Regions from separate parts of the Mus musculus genome. Here regions 1 and 3 are each linked to region 2. A link is a contact called in public HiChIP or PLAC-seq and Micro-C data. All regions are on one chromosome and are shown on one strand. Each heading gives the region's core, a stretch centred on a gene start, on an enhancer-like site or on the middle of the called end of the contact. The rest is flanking DNA. Distances are from core to core; before and after follow the strand shown.

Region 1 (4,032 bases), core at 241-2,740, 300 kb before region 2:
ACCACACGGAGTTACAGATAATGAGACAGCCTATGTGTGTCCTTGGAGATCTCTCGCTTTGACAGACTTTATGCAAAGAAAAGACTTACAGGTTTGTTTTCCAGAATTCATCTGAAGCTCTAAAATGGAACAGCCCTACCCCTGGAGTCCTGTCAGCTTTGGCATGCTGGAAGAAGGCCGCATTTACTAGCAAGATGGAAGCTAGCTCAGGCCTGAGTTTGAAGAAGGAAGTGCCCCTGAGTTAGAGGGGGAGGCCAGGGAGGCTGGAGGGTTGGGGTAAAGATAGAGAAGGGTTTATAGTTGAGACTTGTGAGTTGGTTCTAATTCCAGGTACAGTCTCCATAGTCATTATGTAACTCATAAATTCAATAGAGTGTTTTACTGATTCTATAAAAGTGACAGGAGGGGGGTTTTATGCTGTAAGTTTCCTTAGTAGCTCTTCCTGTTTTATGTTGAAGTTCTCAGGCCATTATGTCATTAAACTCCTTGGAGTCTGAAGGGCTTGAGGCCCCCATGTCTTTCCTCTGCACACTTGACCAGAACAAATGTCAACCCGGGCTGGCACAGGTCACCATATACCAAGAGCCAGTGGCTAAAGAGCCCGGAGGCCAAGGTGGTTGGAATCTGATGTTTCCTGAGATGTAGCTTAGATCTGTTCAGATGTCTAGCACAGAGCAGACCCGTCTGGAGTTGGAGGGAAGGTTTAGGTAGTGGACTCAGGCAGTGCCAGAATTCATGTTAGAAAGTCCTTTAACTCAGGGGGAAGGACCTGCTGGTTGGACCTGCTGGAGCCCGAGGACCTGGGACGTCTCTGCATTCAAGAGCAGCAGTGTGGACCGTTGGATTCTTTGCCATCACCCACTCCAAGTCTGCTTAGTAAAGTTCTAAGCAGATTCAAAGTTGGGAGCTTAGGGAGTTGGGCTAGCTATTGGTTTTGAAAGGAAATGCCCGACCTGGCTCTCTCCTGTCTGTCTGCAAGGGGTGAAGGAGGCTTCTGCTCCAGGAAACTTTGCTCCCTCCAGATGTTTGTTCCAGAATTTCCACATGGAAGCAGCAACTACTAATTCCCTGGCCAGAGTGCCCGGAGGCCTTAATCTAAAGCCTCGCATCCCGCCAGCTGTCTGGCACTTGCTATTATAGGGCACCAACAGAGAAATGAGGCTGTGGCTTTATCAATGCACCCTGGGTGACAACTTGATTTTCTGCTTTCACCGCAGGCAGCGGCAGCCCAACATGATGGGGCTGTTAATTTGTGCATTTCATGGTGTCTGTCAGGGGGTCTGGGGGAGGAAGGCTTCAGGGGGGAAGAGAATGGAGCATGGCCCAGCCGAGGAAGCACCTGTCTGCATTGACGGCACAGAGCACTTCTTATTAGCGTGCAGGTCTCTAAATGCAGCCCTGGGATGACAGCCTGGCATCCCAGCACCCACACACTGTGACAGGCGCCGGCAGCCGGTCCCATTGTTTGCCCTTGATGAGCATGTCATTAATGGAAATGGAAGAAAGTAAGGACCGCATCAGAATTCAAATAGCCTCTATTCTCTCTGCCATTCACCCGGCCGCTCAGCCTGCTGCAGATTTCCTTCTGCGAGCCCCACTCTTAGACCCCCCTTTTTAAAAAACAGATTTATTCCCATCCCAGACAAATCCTTTCCATGTTGTTGCTGGTTTCTTCCAATCCCGTGTTTACACCCACCTCTTTAGACTGGATTTAGGACGATCAAAGGAGGCTTGGGTTCTAGTGTCTTGCAAAGGTCTAATTAGCAAAATGCATGCTCTTTGCAGCCAAGAAAATGCAAGTTGCCACTTTTGAAACCCATGTGTCTCCCTGAATGAGAGTGAACCCATGTGAGTCCTGAATCTCCACCAGGAAGGTTCCCACTGCTGCCCAAGCAGTGTCTCCTGGATCGGGGGGGGGGGGGGGGGGGCGGGGGAGGGGAGGCAGGCCTCTGGCATGGCCTGCCTAGAAGACAGTAGTAGTTTCTCTTCTGAAGCGTATAGCAAGTGAAGGGAAGCGGCTGGTAGGTAGCTCACTTGGTTGGCAAGAGCCCTGCTTCACACGACCCGGCTGTTCACAGCGAGGCGGAGAGTGGCTGGATTCTGAGCGCATGTTTCCATCCTTCAGACCTGTGTTGCTCTGTTTGCTTAATAATGTAATTAGTGCTCAGGGGGAGAATATCGACGCCGCCAGCAGTTACTGCTCCTCCATGCATACCCAGGCCGGCCCTGCTGCCCGGCTTGGCTTTCCCAGTCACCTGGCTTTGAACTCTCAGCTGTGTGCCCCTCCTACCTTCCTACACCCCAGAAACTCTTCAACAACCCACCTCCACGCGCATCCCACACAGCCTAGCTCCGCGCAGCTTACACATTCAGGTGGAATGGCCTCGACAGCAGCTGTTAAACCACCCTGCGTTCTCTCTGACCTTTCAGTAATGACAGGTCAGCAGAGCGGCTTACAGTGTCCCCTCTCTGACATTAATCTGTCAGCGGTGTCCTCTTCCTAGTGTTAATCTGTCAGTGCCTTGGGCTGGAACTCCCCAAGATTCCACTGTCTTGGAAGCTGGTCTGTCAACAATCCTGCAACTCTGTTACCAGCTTTGAAATGGGCCTGGGGTGAGGCCCCAGTCCCACCAGGCCCCTCCTTAGCCTAGGTGGGGATGAAGAAAGGTGATCTTACTCAGCTCTTTGCTCCTTTGCATTGTGTGTTGCACTGGGGTTGTCAGAGGCGCCATGCCCATGTATGGCCTCCATGGCAAGGTCAGCATGCAGTGCAGCATGCAGTGGTCTCATGCACAATCCAAATCCCCACCCCACTGCAGTGGACCTGGGAACAGATGCTTACGTGTTTATCTGGCAGAATCCCCCATCCCTTCTCCATAAGAAGCCCAGAGGGGTGATTATAGTTTAAAAAGTCAAGTCATAAATCGGGCTTTTTCTACTCCGTTGCTTTGCAGCAGGAGGAATCCACAGAGGGTATTTAAAAGGAAAAGGGGGGGGGGAAGAAGGGGAACCAACACTTTAGAGTTAGTGCTGCTGATTGGAAACAAATTTCACATTTGATTAATTATTAAGGGGGCCTGTTTAATAAAATATAGAGTGTTTTTGTCTCTCTGCAGTCGTTAGCATGACCTGGGGCCCCTGGTTTGGAGGTGAACAGAAAGCTATTGAGGTACAACAATAAATTTTGTCCCCAAGGGTTTTTTGCAGAAGTGGCCACAGGCCCATCCTGACAGATTTAAGACAGACATCCCTCTGCTGACAATGAGTGGCTCAACTGCAGTGCCTTCCCTTGGTGAGTCCCAGTTACCAGCCTCAAGCAGATATACAAATAGAAACGGATTCATTGACCTCCGAACAAGCTGATTCTCTACTTTCTTCAGAAGATGATTTCCCTAAAAGGAACCCCTCCAGAACTTAGTGTTCTTGATGGCTTGCTGGTTTCCAAAGCAGAAAGTCATCCAGGGATTTCATTCACTAAATACACCACTTTGAAAGCCCCACACAACCCTTCCTCTGACTCTTACTTGAATTTCACTGGGACTATCAAGGTCTATGAGGAAATACCCTGTTAGAAAGAATTGGTTTTTTTTTCTACTGCCTGAATAAAAATTGTAGTTTTATCTATAAGGTTATCTATATTGGGCCTCTTTATTGGCTACATGAACTCAAACTCATTTAAAGACAGTGCCATTTAATTAGCAGGAATGTATACACTAAGATAACTTGAGTAAGCATTCAGAGGTTGAATTTGTTCTGTTTCCCACTCTGTCTTATGCTGTGCAGGCATGATGGAGGAAGAAGTCAGACGGGCACGTGTCTGCCTGGTGCTGCTCTGTGGCCTTCCATCATGTCTGCCTACCTTTGCAAGCATCTTGCCTGGCACTTCCGTGGAATGTTCCTCTGGGTAAGGCAGCATGGAACACCACCTCCAGTTTCTTTCTGACATTTGATGGGAAAGGACAGGCTCTCCCCTATGTGGGGCCTGTATGGAAGTCACAGGCTGTCCCCAGAGGTGCAGATACAAGTCACAGT
Region 2 (3,958 bases), core at 438-2,937:
CGAGGAGGAAACAAAACTGCCCCAGAGTTGCTTCGCCGCCTCCTTTGTCTCCTTGCTCTTCCCTGTCACACACAGAGTAAAGGACACAGACACACACACACACACACACACACACACACACACACACACACCCTCGCATCTGCTCTCGGGCAGCATTTTCAATGTTTTGTGTAAGTCAATTGGGCGACGAACAAAAAAAGCCATTTGTTCGGTATTATTTAAAACAGACTTCAGAGGGCCACCCTTTGTGGAAGCTTTATTTGCACTAAATGAATAATCTTAATTGCATCACCCTCGAATTAAAAATCAATGTTAATCAAGTTGGGAGCAGTAAATATCAGTTTTCATTTTGCCTTGGGTAGAGGGCATTTTTCTTGTGTTGCAAATAAAAATACAAGTCAAATAACTTTAAAGGGGCATCATGTTCTGCTGCAAATACAATTGAAACGGATTGTTTGGGAGCAGATCAGAAACGGTACAGAATTTTGCACTTAATTTCCTCAGTTATCATTTACAATAAGAACCTCTGGGCTTGGCAGCCAAGTCTAAACAGTAGTAAATTAGTACAAATTTATACTGATTTTACTCTAATAATCGTAATAAAAGCTTATAGATTTGGCACTAATTACATAAATGCCTAATGATCTTGAAAATTACTCTGGTTAGAAATATATTACTAATCTAAACTTTGTTGTTGGCTGGCTCTGAAAAATCAGAACATTAGAAATGGTTCGCTTCACTTGTGCAAAAGCACTTTAAATTGTTCAAGTAGTTTAACACATCCAAGAGGAAAATAAAGAGCGGTTAACTTTATTTACTGCCTTAAGTGGCTTTGGTCGTCTAGCTGAACTTAGAAACTTTGACCGAAAGAGCAGGTTGGGACCTGGGTGAGAGTGTAGGCCTATCGGGCAGGTGGCCCTGGAACGCAGCTTCTGGAGTTCTGGAGGAAGGCTCACTTCATGAAGTCTCCCCCTCCCCCAAAGCGGACAGGGGACCTTGGCGGGGTGGTGGTGGGGGGGCAACTTCCTCTTTATTTTCTAGGCTTGCAATGGGATTGGGGCTCAGTAGGCCAGAGTCTGGGTCTCTAGAGAAGGCCTGCAGAACAGTGGCAGAAATTTAGGGTCGTTCTAGAGATGGTAGCTTGGCTGCCTGGTGAGCTAGGGCTTTGACTACCGCGGTCCAGTGTCCCCTAGCTGGCACGAGCAGGGGCAGCGGGGGCGCGGGTGCGGTGGGATGTGTGTGGGCTGGGGGTGGCGACTCTCAGGTCATGCAGAGGTCATGTCCTGCTTTGGTGTCTGAACTGCCCCCGTTCCAGGGACACCCTAGCTCTGATACACAGAGCCTGTGAAGCGAGCAAGGCAGGACAAGGAAAGGGGAGATGTGCCCGGAGAAAATCTCTGGGAAGAACTGACCGAGGCTCGGCCCAGAGGCCCAGGGCGAGGCCAAGGTGGCCGCTGCTGCTTTAGCGGCTGCTGGAGGCTGGAGCTGCCTGGGCTGCGGCCGCCGCCTCCTCCCGGCAGGCGCAGGCGGGCGGGCGGGCGGAGTGGGGGACTCTCCGGGCGCTGACATTTGCAGGCTGCCCTCCTGATTGGTCCCCTCGCCGAGCTGCTCACGGGTTCATTCATCTGTTAAGCACCTCCCCGTCTCTCTAAAGGACATTATAATGCAAGAAGCCCCCTTTTTAACCACAAACCGAATTTTCTTTCATTTAGGTGATCTATATATATCTATATCGTATAGCTTATAGCTTATATCTATTTTAAATAACTTAAAGCCGCTAAAATTTGGGGGGGAACAGCTTTCGCCCTGGAGCGGTGCGCGATGCTGTCTCACGCCGACCTCCTGGACGCCAGGCTAGGTGAGTGAGCGCCTCTCACCCGGGCAGCCAGGAGAAGCCGGGGCAGGAAATTGTCAATTTGTTCCTTATTTTACCTTAATGCGCCCTAAATGGACTAATTTCTTTAAAAGTAATTGTGCTGTATTAAAGTTTAATTTGATTTAACATCGTCTTAAAAAAAATCTATGGAATATGTAGATTCCAAAACAAAACGGAGTTGGGGATGCTGACACCTTTTTGTTTTTCTTATTTTTTTCTTTCTCTCTCCCCTTCATTATTAATATTATTATTTTTGGAAGGAGTTCTAGCCCGCGATAATTTGTTTGGAGGTGTTTCTCTCTTTTTCCACTCTTGTTTGCTTTGATTTGGAATTTCTTTCATCCCTTTTTCCCCTTCTTCCTTTCTATCATCACCTTCTCCTCTAAGTGTGCTTAAATTTGTTTTCTTTTTTTAAAAAAAAATCTTCTCCTTTGTGAAGGAGAAGCCGCTGTATGAAGGTGGATTTGCTAAGTGTGCTGGTTGAGAAGAAAAGCCCAACTCATCCTCTCGGGCATCCCTGCCTTCTACAAGGGACTCGGTGTTACCAGTGACGGGGAGGGACGAGCCGTTTATTTCTCGGGAGAGAAAAGTTGAATTCTCTAAAGTTTGATTCACTGTTATGGCTATAGAGTTTACTTAAATTTCTTTGAAGCTATCTGGGTTACCAAGTTCTGGGCTTCAGGCTTGGGGAGCTTTAGTGATGGATGTGACTCCGTTTCCCAAACACTTTCTCTGATTTGAGGGGGAGGCGGAGCTGATTTGGGCTTATTTTGAGAGGTGGAAGGCTTGGAGACATATTCATCTTCCGAAAGTCAGAGGGAATTGGCCAGAGTTCATTTAGCGCCTTTGCTCAGGAGGAGCAGCCTCCAAAGGCTCTCTCTTGATTTCTTTTTCTCCCGCACCACCCGACTAAGAATTTTCTCAAGGTTTCCTGGGACACCAGGGTTACAGTTAGTGAAAGGACTCGGGTGTGTTTCATTGTCAGGCCTGGGAGTGGTTTTTTTGTTTTTGTTTTTGTTTTGTTTTTTGTTTTGTTTTGTGGGAGACACGAAGGCCGGAGCTGTGAAGCACCAGAGCGGGCTGTGGAGAGAAGGAGGCCAGGAGATGCTATTTCAACCTAGCTGTCCAATTCCTGGGAAACCGGGCTGAGGACCAGGCAGTTTCCGCCTCGGGGCAAGCGTGGGCGCAGAGGGAGCGGTGGATGGGGCTGAAGCAGAACCTCTCAGGGAAGTCACCGGCTCCTCACGTCGCCAGGACAGTACTGATCGAGATCCCTTTCCCTCCTCAGGTATGAAAGATGCCGCCGAGCTTCTGGGCCACCGGGAGGCGGTGAAGTGTAGGCTGGGTGTGGGGGGCTCTGACCCTGGGGGTCATCCAGGGGACCTGGCACCCAACTCGGACCCGGTCGAAGGAGCCACTCTGCTGCCGGGCGAGGACATCACCACCGTGGGCTCTACCCCTGCTTCGCTGGCGGTGAGCGCCAAAGACCCAGACAAGCAGCCGGGGCCCCAGGGCGGCCCCAACCCCAGCCAAGCCGGCCAACAGCAGGGCCAACAGAAACAGAAGCGCCACCGGACACGCTTCACCCCAGCACAGCTCAACGAATTGGAGAGGAGCTTCGCCAAGACTCACTACCCCGACATCTTCATGCGTGAGGAGCTAGCGCTGCGTATCGGGCTGACCGAGTCGCGGGTGCAGGTAAGGCGGGCTTGGGCTCAGGGGAGGAAGGCAAGGAGGGAAGGGGAGGATTAGAGCACGGAGTAGGTATTGTGCTCTGCTGGGATCCCGAGCTGCGCGCTTGTTGTTTCTACGTTCCTGGGTCGGAGGATACCATACTCTGTCCAAATATTGGCTAGGATGATCACAGGCCCCCATGGACTTCCTCCATTGTAGCCCCATCCCTCATCTCAAAACTCCTCAAAAGCAGCCCGGTGTTATGGGGCTGCGGGGCCCAAGTCCAACTTCTTCCAACAAAGATGGGAACCTTCTCGTCTCCCCAGAAGCTAAGCCCAGCGCGCACCTTGCTCCAGCTCTATTGACAAGTGTTTCATTACCCCGTAATGAGTTTCTATTATGCATTTG
Region 3 (3,703 bases), core at 385-2,884, 350 kb after region 2:
GTATTTTTACTACCAGACATACAATTGTGTCTTTGTCAAGGAATCATGGAATGGTCCCTGGTAATCTACTGACTACATAAGAGCTGTGTGTATCTAACATTAAGAGCTTAAAGACGTATTTTTCCTCTGCACAATGAGATGTGCTATTGCTCTTGGGTTTGCTATAAAGCAATTAATCTGACACAGTGAAATCCTCTCGGATGTAATCGTACTTTGAAAACATATCTTGGAATAGATTTTCATCAGGAACTATTTAGAGACTGTTTTAACCATCCATTTCACATCCTCACAATCCCACCACCCACACCCACCCCGGAAGACATGTATGCAGAAGCACCATCCTGAGGCAGCTGCCCTGAACTGCTGGCGTTCCAAACTCTGGCTGGGTTCTCTCAATAATGTCCAGGATACAGTCATCCCAGAGAAACACTATAGTAACAGGTTCCACTTGGCTCTCCCCTAGTCCCTTTCTATAGCTCTTCAAACGTAAGCAGCCTAGTTCATTCACAAATCCCTGCACTGGGCCACTGTGCAGAGAACTCCATCCAGCCTAGCTGATTTACAGGTAAAAATCTAAACCTGAGGCGCTCTAGCATCCTGGTGCTGAGGCTGCACTGCATACAGACCTAGCTCAGCGCTCAGGTTGCATTCAGAGGAACTCGCATGCTCTTGGTGATGCATACCCATCCCTCCAGCTGCATCCATTGGGCCACAGCTGCCCTCCCTCAGCAAGAAACAGGCGCCCCAACTGCTTTCCGCTGAGCTGCACTCTGCACCTGTCCCCACCTCAGGACCAGCTTAGGTTTGTTTCCCTGCATCCTCCAGGATCTTTTTCATCTCCAATTCCTTGGGCCCTCACCACCAGCAAAAAAAAAAAAAAAAAAAAAAAAAAAAAAAAAAAACCGAAAAGTAAACTCCGCCTTAGCAACACCCTCCCCCAATCGATCGTCCAACTCCCGCACGAGCCCCCCACTTAAGGCAGACCCGACGGATAACCCCCCAACAGCCAGGATTTACCTTGACGCTGGTGTAGCTAGTCTGGGTCTCGGCCTCGGCGCTGCTGCAGCAGTGGCGCCTCCGGCCCCGGCAGGTGGTCGTGGCGGGGCCCGAGGACCCCGTGCTGCTGCCGCTGCCCAGTTCAGCCCGGGATCTGCGGACTCGGACAGCGCCCGGGGGTCCCGCCGCGCGACTCGGGGGCATGGCGTCGGCGGCGTCGGTCTGCACGAAGAGGCCGTGCAGGGGCGCCGTGGGGCCCTGCGACACGCTGCTGGTCTGGCGGGGCGAGTTGGACTCATCCGAGTCCCGGCAGTAGATCACACCGCTCTGCGAGACATGGATGCTGGGGGCGCAGCCCATCCCTCAGCCGGGCTCCCCCGCGCGCGCCCGCCCGCGCCCCCGGGCCACCCGGACTCGGAGCTCCCACGGCCACCTGCAGTGAGGGGGCGGGCGTGGTGACGGTGGTGCCCAGACTGCGCGCCCCCCAGTCTGGGTGGCCACCGCTCTGTCGGGCTCGCCTCCGTGCCCCCTGGCGAGCGTCCGGGGGCAGCGCGCGTCACCCCAACTTTCCCTCCCGGGCCATCTTCCTCCCGGAGCGGCAGAGCGCGCACACACGGCCCGCGCGCCCCAGCGGCCGCCACCCTCCCCGCCGCAGCGCCCCAAACGCGCGCCCCGCGCCTCCGCCCTCTGCTCCGCCCGCGCCTCGGCCCGCGCCGCCCAGCTCCCCACACTCCGGCCAGGGCGCCCGCCCGCCGGCCGGCTCAGTCTTCCCACTTTCAGTCCTTGCACGTCCCCTCCCAGTGTCGGTCCTCCTCTGGGTCCCCAAGGGCCACCCCACTGCACTCTTCTCCCTGCCGCGCAGTGCCTGGCAGCACGCCTAGGTGCCCTCCGGTTCTTGGCTGTCCAGAGGCCTTGTCCCTTGGGGAGCTCCTTATCCACAGGGCCCCCTACTGCTCTAGCCCCTCTCCCCCTAGTCTGCACTAGCCCTGCTCCAGGCCAAGAATAGCTGGGTAGACCTTCGGGGTAAGTATCTTCTCAAAAACAGAATGCCCTATCCAAACAGCAAGAAGCACATAGCTCAGGCCCACCAAGCCCATTGACTTGGTTGTCAACACACTTGAGGAGTTAAGAGACCCAATTCTTGCATAGCTCACCAGCACCCACCTTCCCCCACATACTAATTCTAGAATTCAGCTGGGTGGTGGCCCAACCTTTGGAAAAAAAACCCATTCCCTGTCTGCAAATCCTTCAGAAGTGCATGCCAAGAGATGGGCTATCCCACAGGGGAATACAATCCTTATTTCCGTGGAAGATCCAAGCTGTCTGCATGTGGTTTTCTGTTCACTTGTCTGTTGCAGTCATTTTGTTTGCTGGTTTGGTTTGGTTTTTCTCCCCCCAACCCCCAAATCTTAAGTTCTTCTCTGGGTGTCACTAACCCAGCCTCCCACTTTTCTTCTTCCTCCTGGGGACCTCCCTCAGCCCCCTCAGTGAAGGCCACACTGCTAGAGAAGCAATTCTGCTGTGTGACATAAGGTGGAAATCCATGTCCCAGGTCCCCAGGCACCACTTGCCTACTTAAGGTCTCCTTCAGTAATTTCTGCCACAACCACAGTGGCCCAAGGGAGAAAGTGAGATGGTCCGAATAAGGGCTTCACTTAGAGTTCTACAAGGATAAATTTCAACGCAAAATACAAAGTATCCAGTTCAAAACTATGTCATTAGTCTCCTCCTCTCCCCACCCCACCCTCATCCCATCAACTCAGAGTTGTCAGAGGAAGATGTCTGATGATGTCTTCTGACTGCCAAATCAAAACATGAGAGACATCTCTCCACTTCTGACATCCACTCTGGGGATGAGAGTTTACATCTATAGTTCTAAGAATTGGGAGGCTGAGGCCAGTCTGATCTTCATGAGTTCTAGGCCAGCTTGGCCTACCGGGTACGATTCCCATCTCTGAACAGAAACACCACCATATTTCAAGTTCAGCTAGAGAGAAGGGAACAGAATGGAGCTTATTCTACTTTTGTTTGATCCCAGGTTAGCTGTAACTTTCTTCTTCACTTTAATGACACAAAAGAGTTCATCTTCAGTTAATCTTCAGTAATTTCTGCCACACCCACAGTGACCCAAGGGAGAAAGTGAGATGGTGATCAGGTGTTCCTACCAACTGTGTCAGTGATCTTGGATGAGGCAGACCTCATTAGCTAAGGCACTCCCCGACTTACTACTTATGGAAGGGCATGCCCAGCAGTGGAGGTGTAACTCAGAGCCCTTCTTCCTTCACATGACTGCTTCCCCACAGTACCCTTGCATGTTGGTTGGCCCTCATACAGTTAAGAATGCCACCATTACCCAGGAACGATCATTTACTTAAACCTATGTCTGATGGCTACTCTCTGCCTTCCTTCCAGTGAATCACTAAGGGATAAGCTAAATTACAAGAAAGTCCCCCTCCCCCAAATCTCCATCTCAGCTCCAGGTGCACAAATGTAATCATTCACACCCATTTCAGGCATCATCTGTCAGGAAACTAAGTGTCACATAATTCTCATGCCACAGCCATGTTCAGGGCATCCTCAAGGAATCACTCGATGGAGCCCCTCATGGAAGAAAAAAGTCCCGGGGACTGCTTCAGAAGACAAGACTATGATAAAAACACAAATTACACTCTCTCTTCTGGTGGGGAGATTAGGAGATGAATCATGC

What was found. Hi-C and Micro-C count contacts between places; a contact is called where the count stands out from the background. HiChIP or PLAC-seq counts read pairs in DNA pulled down with a chosen protein or histone mark.
Region 1: a contact with region 2 is called in an H3K4me3 HiChIP or PLAC-seq map of embryonic forebrain, with 3 times the contacts expected there. The contact joins the enhancer-like site here to the promoter of Otp in region 2. A contact is called at or near these places in 21 of 39 promoter capture datasets (the 3T3-L1 cell line, 3T3-L1-derived adipocytes, the C10 cell line and 13 more), 3 of 15 datasets of contacts at CTCF or cohesin (embryonic stem cells, pro-B cells and stem cell-derived epiblast-like cells), 47 of 484 Hi-C or Micro-C datasets (B cells, ECoMG myeloid progenitors, the HL-1 cell line and 31 more), 16 of 115 datasets of contacts at active chromatin or transcription factors (astrocytes, bone marrow-derived dendritic cells, bone marrow-derived macrophages and 10 more) and 5 of 9 other capture datasets (embryonic stem cells, embryonic tail, embryonic trunk and 2 more).
Region 3: a Micro-C map of embryonic stem cells shows a contact between it and region 2, with 1.8 times the contacts expected there. The contact joins the promoter of Pde8b here to the promoter of Otp in region 2. A contact is called at or near these places in 1 of 39 promoter capture datasets (liver), 4 of 484 Hi-C or Micro-C datasets (differentiating embryonic stem cells and embryonic stem cells) and 1 of 115 datasets of contacts at active chromatin or transcription factors (embryonic stem cells).

The regions. Positions count from the first base shown.
Region 1 is chr13:94,574,636-94,578,667 of GRCm38.p6, forward strand. No RefSeq gene overlaps it. Among named protein-coding and RNA genes, the nearest start is that of Gm32305, 120 kb to the right of the region's middle. Within about 2 kb of position 1,491, at least 38 of the 459 cell types and tissues checked have an H3K27ac peak or open chromatin away from gene starts, as enhancers often do. A contact at or near this core is called in cerebral cortex, embryonic basal ganglia, embryonic forebrain and 3 more, where this site is marked.
Region 2 is chr13:94,873,949-94,877,906 of GRCm38.p6, forward strand. Otp (orthopedia homeobox) reads left to right here and starts at 1,688. Exons shown (of 3, transcript NM_011021.4): 1 at 1,688-1,858; 2 at 3,165-3,574. The coding sequence starts at 1,822.
Region 3 is chr13:95,221,458-95,225,160 of GRCm38.p6, forward strand. It overlaps Pde8b (phosphodiesterase 8B), which reads right to left and starts at 1,635. Exons shown (of 22, transcript NM_001374003.1): 1 at 1,018-1,635. The coding sequence starts at 1,356.